Regions from separate parts of the Mus musculus genome. Here regions 2, 3 and 4 are each linked to region 1. A link is a contact called in public promoter capture Hi-C data. All regions are on one chromosome and are shown on one strand. The core of a region is the stretch at or near the end of the contact, and the rest is flanking DNA. Distances in the headings are between cores, read along the strand shown.

Region 1 (2,670 bases), core at 116-2,615:
AATGAAAGTAAGAAATAGTAACTGCCTATCGATCCCTTGGGTTCAGAGATTAGTTTTAAAGCAACTTGGTTGGAACTTAACGCTGGGTTAAGTTTTTACATCCCATTGTCAGTTTCGAAGGGATGGTTTTCAAAGCTACCAAATGTTGATTACAAGGGTATTCATGAACTATATTTGGAAGGCTTGAAATTAGTGGTTTGGTGTAGCGCTAAACTAGAGAAACAGTATTTTAACAGCATCACAGGAAAGCGCTTCCCACACTCTCAAGTCACTTATGAACTGTCTGCAATTTCCCTGACACTGCTATTAATCATCGTTATGCCCAATAGCCCACAGTATACTAAACACACAGGGCAGTATCAAGAGTGATGGCCACCGGGGATGCAGCTACCCTTAACTTGCCATCAAGGCCCTCACAAAGAGCCCAAACACCTCTGACAACCAACAGTAAAGTCAGTACAGTGCTCTGCACTTAAGAGTCATGGATGGCCAAGGCAATCAGACCAGCCAAATCCATCCAGCAAGGCCTCCAGTCTGCACATCCATCACTGACTACAAACGCTGCAAAGTAGGATCCTAGCCAGAAGTTCAAAGCCGCTATCACAGCAGAAACGGCGACGGCCAGCACAGCCCCCGAGTTCAGGTTCCAGCAAGGAGACCAGAAAGACCACCACAACAGCAAAGATCAGGCACGGGCGTCTGCAGCCGCCACCCCAGCCTCCCGCGCGCCCGCCACCGCTAGCGCCCCCCGAGCCCGCCCGCTTAGCCGGGGCACAGACTGAGGACCCCGAGGTGCACGTACCGCTCCAGCGGGCAGCTGGACCATGTGGCCCACGGCGAGACGGAACAGGTAGACGAGGCTGAGAGTGAAGGCGCAGGCGATGAGCAGCGTGGAAAGCAAGTTGCCTCCTGTCACCTGCTCCATCGCCTGTCCGAGCACCCAGCCGCCTGACTGCAGCAAGCCCAGAAGTACCATCCCGACCGTCGCTTCGATCCGCCCGGTAGGCTGGGGGCCGAGGTCGCACACCGCTTCTCGGAAAAGATGGAGCAGGAGAAGCCGGCAGATAGAAGTCGGGAGGCGGCCCCGGCCTGATGGCTTAGTCTGGCCCGGGCCCTTCACACGCCCACAGACAGCTCGCGCGCCACCAGGACGTCACAGACGGGGCGGGGCTTCTGGTGGCCACGCCTCCGTCTAGGTGCGGGGATTCTTGCGCCACCGAGGGGACCTGAGGAAGCAGGCTCTACCGTGGCACTTGGACTCGGTGAAGAAAGTGATGGCTGCACAAATGATCGCGCCCCGAGAACCGCAGACCACGAGGTCCCGCGTGCTTAACGAGCACGGCCCCGGCAGCGGGCACGGACGAGCCTGGCGGAGGGATCTCAGGACCAGATTGGTGGCGGACAGCGGCAGAGGCGAAGGCGCTCTGTGATTGCACCACGCGCTGCTGAGGTGATCTCGGCCTATGTGGCGTCAGCAGAGCTGGCGGCCCGGGCACCGCCCCCTCCGTGGGGCGCCCGCCTCTGCGGCTATTCGCGGAGATGTCACCTCTGGGCTTTGTGAGACCAGCCCTTCGTGAGCCCTGCACCACGAATCTTGGAAAAAAAAAAAAAACACTCCTGCAGATGCAACCTGGAGGGTGAGACCATCGGATCACCCGTACAATCTGCTTGACAGGTTGTTCGTGTAGGGCCACATTGCTAGCAAGTGATAGTTGTTTGGTGTGCTGCTGTACCAAGACAAGTCTTTTAAAATAAATACAGGCCATAAAGTAAACTGAGGCAGATGTCCCCAAACTCCTGTTCTGATAGCTGGATCTGAAGCAGGAGTTACCCTGATCTCACTACAAATAAAGCACCTCTGATGACATGTTTCCAAATTAACCCTCCTTCCAGATCTTTGGCAGGTACATTTATTTATTTAACCAGGGTTAAGAGCTAGATTTTTTGCTAAGTTTGGAGATGATTGTGCAGTGATTGGCAAAACTGCAAGCACCTCCAGGAATGAGTAAGATGGTCCAGCCACCGTCTAGATAATTCCACCTAGAGAGCTCACATTTTATCGTAGTCAGTCAGTGAAGCCCACTCATTACCTCTTCCCTAGGGTGACTGCCACCTGCCTATGTAGGAAGTGCCTAGTAGGAAGTCTATATAGGATGGACACTGCTGTATACCAATATCCTCCTGCCTCAGATCAGTCACAAAATCTTGTAACACTCCATTTTTATTGTCACTGCTGTAGGTAAGAGCCTCTTTATTTCTGGCAGTAGTATCTACAACAGGAATTTTGCTCACTCATTTCTAAGCCTGTCTTGTGTGCTACGTCTTGACTTACTGGAGTGACTTCAGGCCATTGTTGAACTTGAAAATTGCTAGGGGAAAGACCAGTTCCACAATTATCCAATTAAAGAAAGCTTTATTTAATACTGGCCAGGAAGATGGACACTGGCCAGGTCCATACCCATGATTCCCAAAGAATGGCCTCAAGCTACATTAGACAGGTGCCTGTAGAGGCCAAGCCCACAAAGCTATGGTGCTTCCAGCCTTAGTCCACTGGGGACAAGCATCCTTCCAGTCAATGCATCTCCTGCCTGTGTATCATCAAGCACCTCCTGTGCAGCTGGTGCAACCAACCTTGTCTACGGAAGTGAAAGTACATGAACAACAGACTCC
Region 2 (2,670 bases), core at 76-2,575, 610 kb before region 1:
GGGAAGCACCCTTTAGCAAGCACGTGAAGCCCACGCTGTCCTCGTAGGACAAAAGGGAAGACACCTCCTTTAATAACTGACTTCCTTTTTTTCTTTTAAAGATTTGTTTACTTATTTTATGTGAGTACACTGTTGCTCCCTTCAGACACACCAGAAGAGGGCCTCAGATCCCATTACAGACAGTTGTGAGCCACCATGTGGCTGCTGGAAATGGAACTCAGATCCTCTGGAAGAGGCATCAGTGCTCTTAACCACTGAGCCATCTCTCTAGCCCACTGACCGACTTTCTTTTACCCTACCTGGTCAGCCTGGCAGGGCAGGCATCATATTGGTCTTCCCGTTCTGGGTTCCCTTAAGTCAGCACCGTGAAGAACAAGGACATCCTGACCTGCCATGTACTGAAAAGGCAAAGAAAAAGACTTCTGAGTACTGTGTGGCCAACCCAATCTACTGCTCGGTGGACCAGGAGACGCTGGCTCCTCATTATCCTGTTACAACCAGCGAGTGAGAGTTACCTGGCCTTTAAAGCATGCTTATTGATGGTATTTGGCTCGTTGGTTTCTCCTTGAGTCAGGCTGAGTCTCCATTATGGAACAGTCCCCTGCAGCCCCGTGTGTTAGAACATTTGGTTCTCACCTGGTCTGCCTGTTCTGAGAGGTGGTGGGACTGTGACCTGGCTAACAGAAGTCATTCATTGAGGCTGGAGGCTTGCATCCTACCGAACACTCTGCCGATGTGAGAAGTAACAGACGCAGCCGTTCCTGTCCGCCTTCCTCACCGTGATGAGCTAGCTGCCTTCCCCGAAACCAGGAGCCAACATAAATCTCCCTCCAGGTTACCTTTCTGCCTCTGAGTTTGCCTATTGTGGTGATGAAAGTCACTGGCGCATGTTCACCAGCAGTCACCTGGCATTATCTGGAGGACACAGGACAGTGAGGCGGTGGTGTGAGCCAGCTTTGCAGCCTCCAGTCCCCTCTTGTATCACTTCCTACCTGGGTGACTGTGCCCAACCATCCCTCGACCTCAGTCTCAAGTATTAAAGCGAGAGCACTCAAGCGTAAATCCCACACAGTGGTGCAAAACGGCACTCATGCAGCATTTGGCTTTCTCTTCTGGATTTATATACTCAGTATCGGTGATTATGTTGTCTGTGTTGCTACACCATCATCTAGAGCAGGATAGCATTATCATTGCTAACATCAGGCATGAGAAGAATTCGAAGTCAAAAAGTCTTGGGCCCTGCAGCACTGAGATCCTAGACAGTACCCCAGTCCTAAGTATCAGACTTAAACTTGGGCCACAGCACACTAAACAGTGTGGCCGGGTGACTCATTAATGAAGTCATGCCTAGTCACTCTGGGGCTCTTCCTGGTCCTGCCCCATCTGCCCCACCACAGCTTCTGCAAAGGCCAGAGCCAAGCCTAGAATCTGGCAAGACACTGAGTACACAGATGAGGTCCAGAAAACCTATCTAATAAGACTCAGAAACCAGGTGGGACTGTTTGGGGCAGAGGCCCACAGACTGCTGGGCAAGGTGTTAGGGGCTTCTTGCCTTGAAACCCTGTTGCCACAGCACTTCACAGAGTGGCGAGCATAATCCCCAAGGCCATTGTAGACTCTTGTTCTGAGCCACAGGAAGAAATGCCTCACATTTAGCTTGTAGGGGAACTCCGAACAGTCAGCAAGAATTTCTTCTGAGAAGGACAGAAATGACTATCTCCCTGCCATTCAGTGTCTTCAGCCTTCTGAGACGGGAGCAAGCACACGTTTGTCTATGAGACCAAGGAGCACAGAATGTGCTAGAACTGTGTCATGCCTACAGCTGTGTCTCTGGCTGACTGGCTTCAGTCAGGAAAAGACCAATGGTTGTCTGTGGACCGTCACTAGACACTGCCTTCCAAACTGATTGATGAGACAGCTGTGCCCTGTCCCGTCTCAAATGGAACTCCGTGCAGAGATCCCTTTTATTCTCATATTTCTGAAGCATGTTGAACCAGAAAGCTGCATTTGAAAAAATAATAACAATATAAGTTGGGTGTGGTAACACATGCCCGTAATCTTAGCACTTGGAGGGAGGAAGCAGGAGCAGTAGAAGCACAACTTCAATGCCATCTTTGGCTAACTGGCTTGTTTGAGAGCAGCATGGGATACTTGACATCTAGCCTCAGGAACAGCCTTTAAAAGTACCTCATAATGTGTATATTATATATGTTATTTTATGTAAGGTTGTTTTTGATTATGTGTGTAGGGTGTATGCACCTGAATGCTGATACCTACAGGAGAAAGAGGCATCTGGCCCCCTCAGAACCGGAGTTATAGTCTTCTGTGAGCTTCTGTGGGTACTGTGAGCATGACACACTCTTAAGGACTGAGCCATCTCTCCAACCTGAGGTTGACTTTAATTACATGCATTGCATACTCTCATTTGACAGCGACAATGTGGTTATTATAGAACATTTTAAAAATACAGGCCTAGAGTGTTCTTTTTTGTACCAGAAAGTAAAGACAAAATTTTGCAAATGTCACAGGTTTTAACTTGAAGGAGTGGGTACATACCTCTGAGGTATTTTGGATATCAAACTACATAATTATATTAAACAATTATAAGCCATCAAATAAGATCAAGTTTATACTGATGTAAAGAAATGGAAGATAAGTCACTGTGTTAGG
Region 3 (2,670 bases), core at 75-2,574, 560 kb after region 1:
TCCTGATTTCCAGCGCAATCATCTCCTGGAGACATTTTTAATGCTTAATATATTGGGCAAGCTCTATTCCTTGACTCCTACTGGCAGTCAGGGAGGAAGCTAAATGTGCTCCTGTTAAAGGATCATTTTTATTTTGGGCTGTTTCAACAAGCACAGGTTATTTTCTTTCCAGTGGGCAAGTTTCAGTCTGGCGGAGGCATTAAAAATTAGTAAAGGTGGAAGTGCTTTGAAACATTTGATCTCTTCTCAGGAAACTGAGCGGAGGGGAGGGGAGGCTCCGCAGAAGCCTTGCTGTGTGGAAGCCTATACACCAACAATGAGATTCTTCTTCTTTGCCTCCTGTGGCCTTGAATTCTCCCTTCTAGTCTGGCACAGAACGGGGAGGGGATCTACATCTGATCTAATTCTCTTGGAGTCTTCAGGGAGGCCAGGGAAGCTCAGATGGGGCCAATAGAGAGAAACCCAGCAACACGGTAGTAAATAAATCTGATTTTTCTTGTTGTTGTTTATTGCAGACAAGGCTGCTTTGGTTTGCTGGGAAGTGAGTGGTACTTGTCATTGTTTTCCTGAAGATTGTCAAATCCGGGCTTCTCTTGCCTTCTGAGCCACATCAACCAAGCAAACCATTGAACAAACCCAGGGACAGACACCCTAACAAGGAGAGCAGTTGACATTAAAAAAAAAAAAAAAAAAAAAAAAAGAGTCGTCTGTCCTTTCCTGTTATTTATCAGGATTCTGCAGTGTACTAAACCTGTTTTCTAAGTCTATATAAAGATTTCTACAGTGTACAGTTCATTTGGTAAGGAAGATATATGATTTTAAAGGATTCAGTCTTTGAAAATATTGTGTGCTCAGCTGAGCGCCAGAAAGCCTCGGTGCACTGTCTGTCTTCTGCTTCCTCGGGTGCTCTCGCTTTGATGGGGATCACGTTCAGATGTGTATTATACTGATATTCCCCAGATAACACATCGTGAATTACAAACTCGGGCATCTTGCAGGTACTGGGGAGGAGAGGATAAAGCAAGAAGGTGAACAAACACTCATTAGATGAGAACTGGAAAAACAAGGGTTATCCTTCCAGGGACCACCGCTGCCAGCGTTTATCCCACCACATCCAGGATAGACAAATAATTGCTGTGAGCTCTGACTTGGTCAGATAAATCTGAGCACTGCCTTACAGCATCAGCCCGAGACCATTTCTCCAAAGGCGCTCATCTCTTCCACAGCATCTGTTCATCTCTAATGTAACAGTCCTGTGCTGTCCTCCAGAGCAGAGCTGCATTGTCCCAGCTATGAATAAATCATCGACCCTATTTTATTAATAAGGCTAAGCTAACAGTGCTCGCACCTTGGTATCGCTCTTTCCTTCCCGCAGAGCCTCAGAAATGAGCACCACGCTGCTCTTCCTGTGCCGAGCCTCGAGGACGCGCCTCGAAGGATCCAGGCTCTCAGGCACAAGCTGGCTGTCAGTAGGAAAGCTTTGATACTGAAACCTTGGAGACTATGGCAGATGGGTGAGTTATCCTTCAAGAGTGGCAGCTGCCTGTGACATCCAGTTCCTCCTTGCCACCCCATGAGGTGCGACAGCTACATTGACCTGAGGGAAGAGCTGGCTGAAGAGAGAAAGCTCAGAAGCAGCTCACTGTAGTCTCATTTTTAATGGAAAAAAAAGAGCAGTTTTTTAAAAAAATCCATTGGTTAAGAATATTTTATATTTTAACTCTTTTCTACTGACCTCTACGACTTACTGTTTCCTTGGAAACAAGGAAATAAATTATAAATACTGCTATCAAAAACTTTATCGCTCTTATGCTCTTGCCTCTCTTACCTCTTGCCCCCTTGCTCCCCATTCCCTCCCCCCCTCTCTCCACGTGGCCATGGCCGGCCCTCACTTCTGTACTCTCTCCTCTCTGCCTTTCTCTGCCTCTGCTACCCTCTTGACTCCCCTCCCCAAGCCCTAAACTCTATTCTATACTAAAAACCAATACTTCATCAATGTAGAAAGCTCCTTGGTATAACATACATGCTGTTAGATGTTATGACTTATGTTTTCTATCATCCTCAGACTTCTTTTAGAGGCAAATGTTTGTCCAACTTAAACTAAGCAATAAGCTGGTAACTTACGTACAGACTGGATGTCAGAATTAAGGATGTCATGGCTTATCTCTGGCTCCCTTGAGTCTTCCCCTTCAGGTGGACTGTCTTACAGGGTGATTTCTTGCAAGTCTTGGGTACTCATCTTCTGAACTGTCTGAGACATGGACTTGAAAGACTCAGCAAACAATTTGGCATTTCCGTGGGAAATCTGATTAATTCAATCCTGGGAGCCTTGCGACTTCTCAGATGTGCTTATTTCTAAATCTCCCCACTCAGTATACAATAAGCAGCATCCACCCATGGCTCCACTAACAACACTCAGAGCATCCTAGGGTCTTCGTTGTCCTCCTTCCTGCTCCAGTCGTCCATCCAGTCCTGACAGCCCTATCTTCAAAGCACATTTTAATTTATCAACTTATTAGTTCTGTCACTATAATGCTAGTTCTCAGTCACCATCACCTCTTCCGGGGGCTAAGTCAAGAGCCCCTTCCTTCTGTCTCTACTGGCATTCTTGCCCCCTAAATCTCTCTTCTATGTTTAACTACTTGAACCTTTTCAATTATCATAATTAGT
Region 4 (2,670 bases), core at 114-2,613, 560 kb before region 1:
CTGATAAGTTACTGCTGAAAATATTCACCCTCTCTTGTTCTTTCTGAACTCTGACTGGCTGGTTCAATTCAGCTGTTCTGGCTCAAATTCCTCTCCAAGCTGACTGGTTCTAACTGGCTTCTCTCACTTTCTGACTGAATTGCTCTGATTGGCCCCGAGTTAACTCTGGCAACCTGTTCTAATCTTCTGGCTCCTTCTCACTCTCTGACTCATTCTGTCTTCACCCGTGTCTAGCTTGTTCTCTTTTCAACCCATCTCAGTAAAACTGCCTCTCTCCTCGCTTTCTCTCTGCACTGCTCTCCTAAGTGGCTTCACTGCCTCTCTCCTGACAGTTGGGCATATTCTATATAGTCTATTTTGTCAGGTTGTTCTCTGATTCATCACTTTGTCTGCCACTCAATTACACATAACTTTCAAATATGGGTGCTTCCTTCTACAAACTAACTTTACCTTCACTGTTTGGGATTAAAACTGTGTTCTAAGTGCTGAGTCATACCACAACTAGAAACAACTGTTTTTTAGTAAATAATACAATCTCAGGTTTCACAGTGTGATCACATATCCTGCAGCATATACCAGCCTTTTTCCCTTTGAATTTTACTTTACACAATGTCTAAGTTACCCAGATCAGACTTGGACTTACTTTGTTGCTCAAAATAGCCTCAAACTCATGATGTCTACCCACCCACCCCTCACCTCATATCCATGAGGTCTGGGGAAAGGCTAAAGGATTTTCTTCAGTATAATGAAAGTCCCATATTTCCATTTTCTAAAATTTCAGAAAGGATTCTGATCGATTTTATTCCTGATGCATTCATGTTGACATGAATCCATAAGTCACTTTTTCTAAGCCTGTGAATAGTCAGAGAATATGGTGTATTAATTAGTCTCTAGAGTCTAGACCACTTCTGAAGTTTAAGTCCAATCCAGATAATCCCATAGCACCAAAGCAGTAAAGTCTAACCTGTGTGTGTTTATCTCCCCCTATGAGTTAATAAACACACCCCTTAAAGATAAGGATTATGTCTTAACTATATTTGACTGGTCCCAGACTCATTTTTTTAAGTTTTATGACAATTTTTTCCATTAGACTTACTTTATGTGTTTGCCTACAGGTGTGCAGTGCGTGTGCCTGGTACCCACAAAGGTCAGAAGAGGGCATTGGATACCCAGGAACTGAGTTACCGATTTGACTACAGAGTGGGTCCTGCTCAGGAATGGTTAAGTGGGTCACAGGAATCCTGCTGCAGCTCCTGGGAACCGCAGGCGGTCGCTAGCGCCGGGCTGTCCTCCGCACCACCAGGGGGCGCCGTGGCGCATACGGTCTCCCCGGATTGGCGGGGCGCCGCTCTCTGGGCGGGGCATAGAGGTGGTAAGAGGACTCGCGGCGGGCCGCTTCGGCTTCTTCTCGGGCCTGCTCCCTCGGCGGCTTCCCGCGCCTTCAGCCGGCCACCATGGGGAAACGGGATAATCGCGTGGTGAGTATTCGGCGGGGAAAACGGAGCAGTGAGGCGGGGCCGGGCGGCAGGCGAACGAGCGGAAGCCGTCGCCCGTCGCGGCGGGGCTGGCGGCCGCGTCGCACTTGGGGCCCCGAGACCCCGCGCCGTGCGATGCGCGTGCGCCTTGCCGGTCCTCAGCGTCCTGCTCGGCCGACCCTGGGGCCTGTCGCCCCGCAGCGGTAAGGGCTGTGAGCCGGAGCCGCCGGTGCCGAGAGGCCCAGACCCAGCGCAGCGGGACCACGGGGATGGGGGTGGGGGACAGGGATGAGGGCTTTGGGGTACTCTAGACTCCAGTGCCCTCGGAAGTTAGTGACTTCTGAACCCAAGTTTCTACCTGTGGGAATGGGAGTCCTCCTTAGTCACCGCTTGACCACAAAGGCAACTGCCCAAGCGAACGCGAGTGGGTACCTAAAGAGCTGCCCGGGAAATGACAGTGTTCCCCGCTCTGTCTTAAAAACAACAACAACAACAAAACAAAAAACAACAACAACAACAACAAAAAACGTCCGTTTTAGTTTCTTGTGGTTCTGTCGTGGAAGCTCGGTGGCCACTAACCTTGCTCGCACTGTGCAGGAATGTACTTTCCTCCTGGCTTCAGGACGAGACCGTAGAATGAATGGAGTTGAGATGAATAGAATAGAATAGACCAGTTGAAATGGTCTATGTGTGTGGGCATCCAGAGTTCGACATAGTGCTTGGACTATTAATGTCCTCAGACACATCTCACCTGATTCCTGGAGATTTTTCTGTTTTGTTTTGTTGTTATTAATGATGCTATCGTTGTTTTAAAGATTATAGGCTTGCTTACAGACATTATTACAGTTTCTTACTGAAATCCAGACTTTCATTTTACTGGAAATTTTTATTTACACATTCCTTAAGGCATTTTCAAAACCTATGAAATTAGTCTCGTTTACTGGAGGGTGTTGACAGCTCTGTACTGTTCTGTTCTGTTGTCATCGCACAATATGTTCTAGTAGCATTTTGTTTGCACTTAAAAGATTCTAAGACTGAAAACATTACATCAAAAGGTGGGAGGTGTTGGAGATGTAATGGAGAACTAATACTTAGGGCAGGGTAAGGATGCTTAAACTGTGACCAGAACTTGTATCATTTGCTACTTGGTTCAGTCCTCATGGATCTTGATATCTCCCCCAGCCCCCCACACCAC

The links. Promoter capture Hi-C pulls out the DNA fragments that hold promoters and counts their contacts.
Region 2: a contact with region 1 is called in a promoter capture Hi-C map of pre-B cells, with 2.5 times the contacts expected there. The contact joins the enhancer-like site here to the promoter of Cyp51 in region 1. A contact is called at or near these places in 3 of 39 promoter capture datasets (the C10 cell line, liver and pre-B cells) and 2 of 115 datasets of contacts at active chromatin or transcription factors (CD8 T cells and pancreatic cancer cells).
Region 3: a contact with region 1 is called in a promoter capture Hi-C map of the 3T3-L1 cell line, with 3 times the contacts expected there. The contact joins the enhancer-like site here to the promoter of Cyp51 in region 1. A contact is called at or near these places in 4 of 39 promoter capture datasets (the 3T3-L1 cell line, cranial neural crest and hippocampal neurons) and 3 of 115 datasets of contacts at active chromatin or transcription factors (the NIH/3T3 cell line, embryonic forebrain and embryonic hindbrain).
Region 4: a promoter capture Hi-C map of pre-B cells shows a contact between it and region 1, with 5 times the contacts expected there. The contact joins the promoter of Fam133b here to the promoter of Cyp51 in region 1. A contact is called at or near these places in 5 of 39 promoter capture datasets (the C10 cell line, liver and pre-B cells), 2 of 484 Hi-C or Micro-C datasets (CD4 T cells and regulatory T cells), 2 of 115 datasets of contacts at active chromatin or transcription factors (memory CD8 T cells and pro-B cells) and 1 of 9 other capture datasets (liver).

What each region holds. Positions count from the first base shown.
Region 1 is chr5:4,103,332-4,106,001 of GRCm38.p6, forward strand. Cyp51 (cytochrome P450, family 51) reads right to left here and starts at 1,366. Exons shown (of 10, transcript NM_020010.2): 1 at 803-1,366. The coding sequence starts at 976.
Region 2 is chr5:3,493,201-3,495,870 of GRCm38.p6, forward strand. All of the region lies in intron 5 of Cdk6 (cyclin-dependent kinase 6), which reads left to right. Among named protein-coding and RNA genes, the nearest start is that of Fam133b, 49 kb to the right of the region's middle. Within about 2 kb of position 1,326, at least 161 of the 459 cell types and tissues checked have an H3K27ac peak or open chromatin away from gene starts, as enhancers often do. A contact at or near this core is called in CD8 T cells, pancreatic cancer cells and pre-B cells, where this site is marked.
Region 3 is chr5:4,665,252-4,667,921 of GRCm38.p6, forward strand. No RefSeq gene overlaps it. Among named protein-coding and RNA genes, the nearest start is that of Fzd1, 92 kb to the right of the region's middle. Within about 2 kb of position 1,325, at least 6 of the 459 cell types and tissues checked have an H3K27ac peak or open chromatin away from gene starts, as enhancers often do.
Region 4 is chr5:3,542,470-3,545,139 of GRCm38.p6, forward strand. It overlaps Fam133b (family with sequence similarity 133, member B), which reads left to right and starts at 1,364. Exons shown (of 11, transcript NM_001042501.1): 1 at 1,364-1,478. The coding sequence starts at 1,455.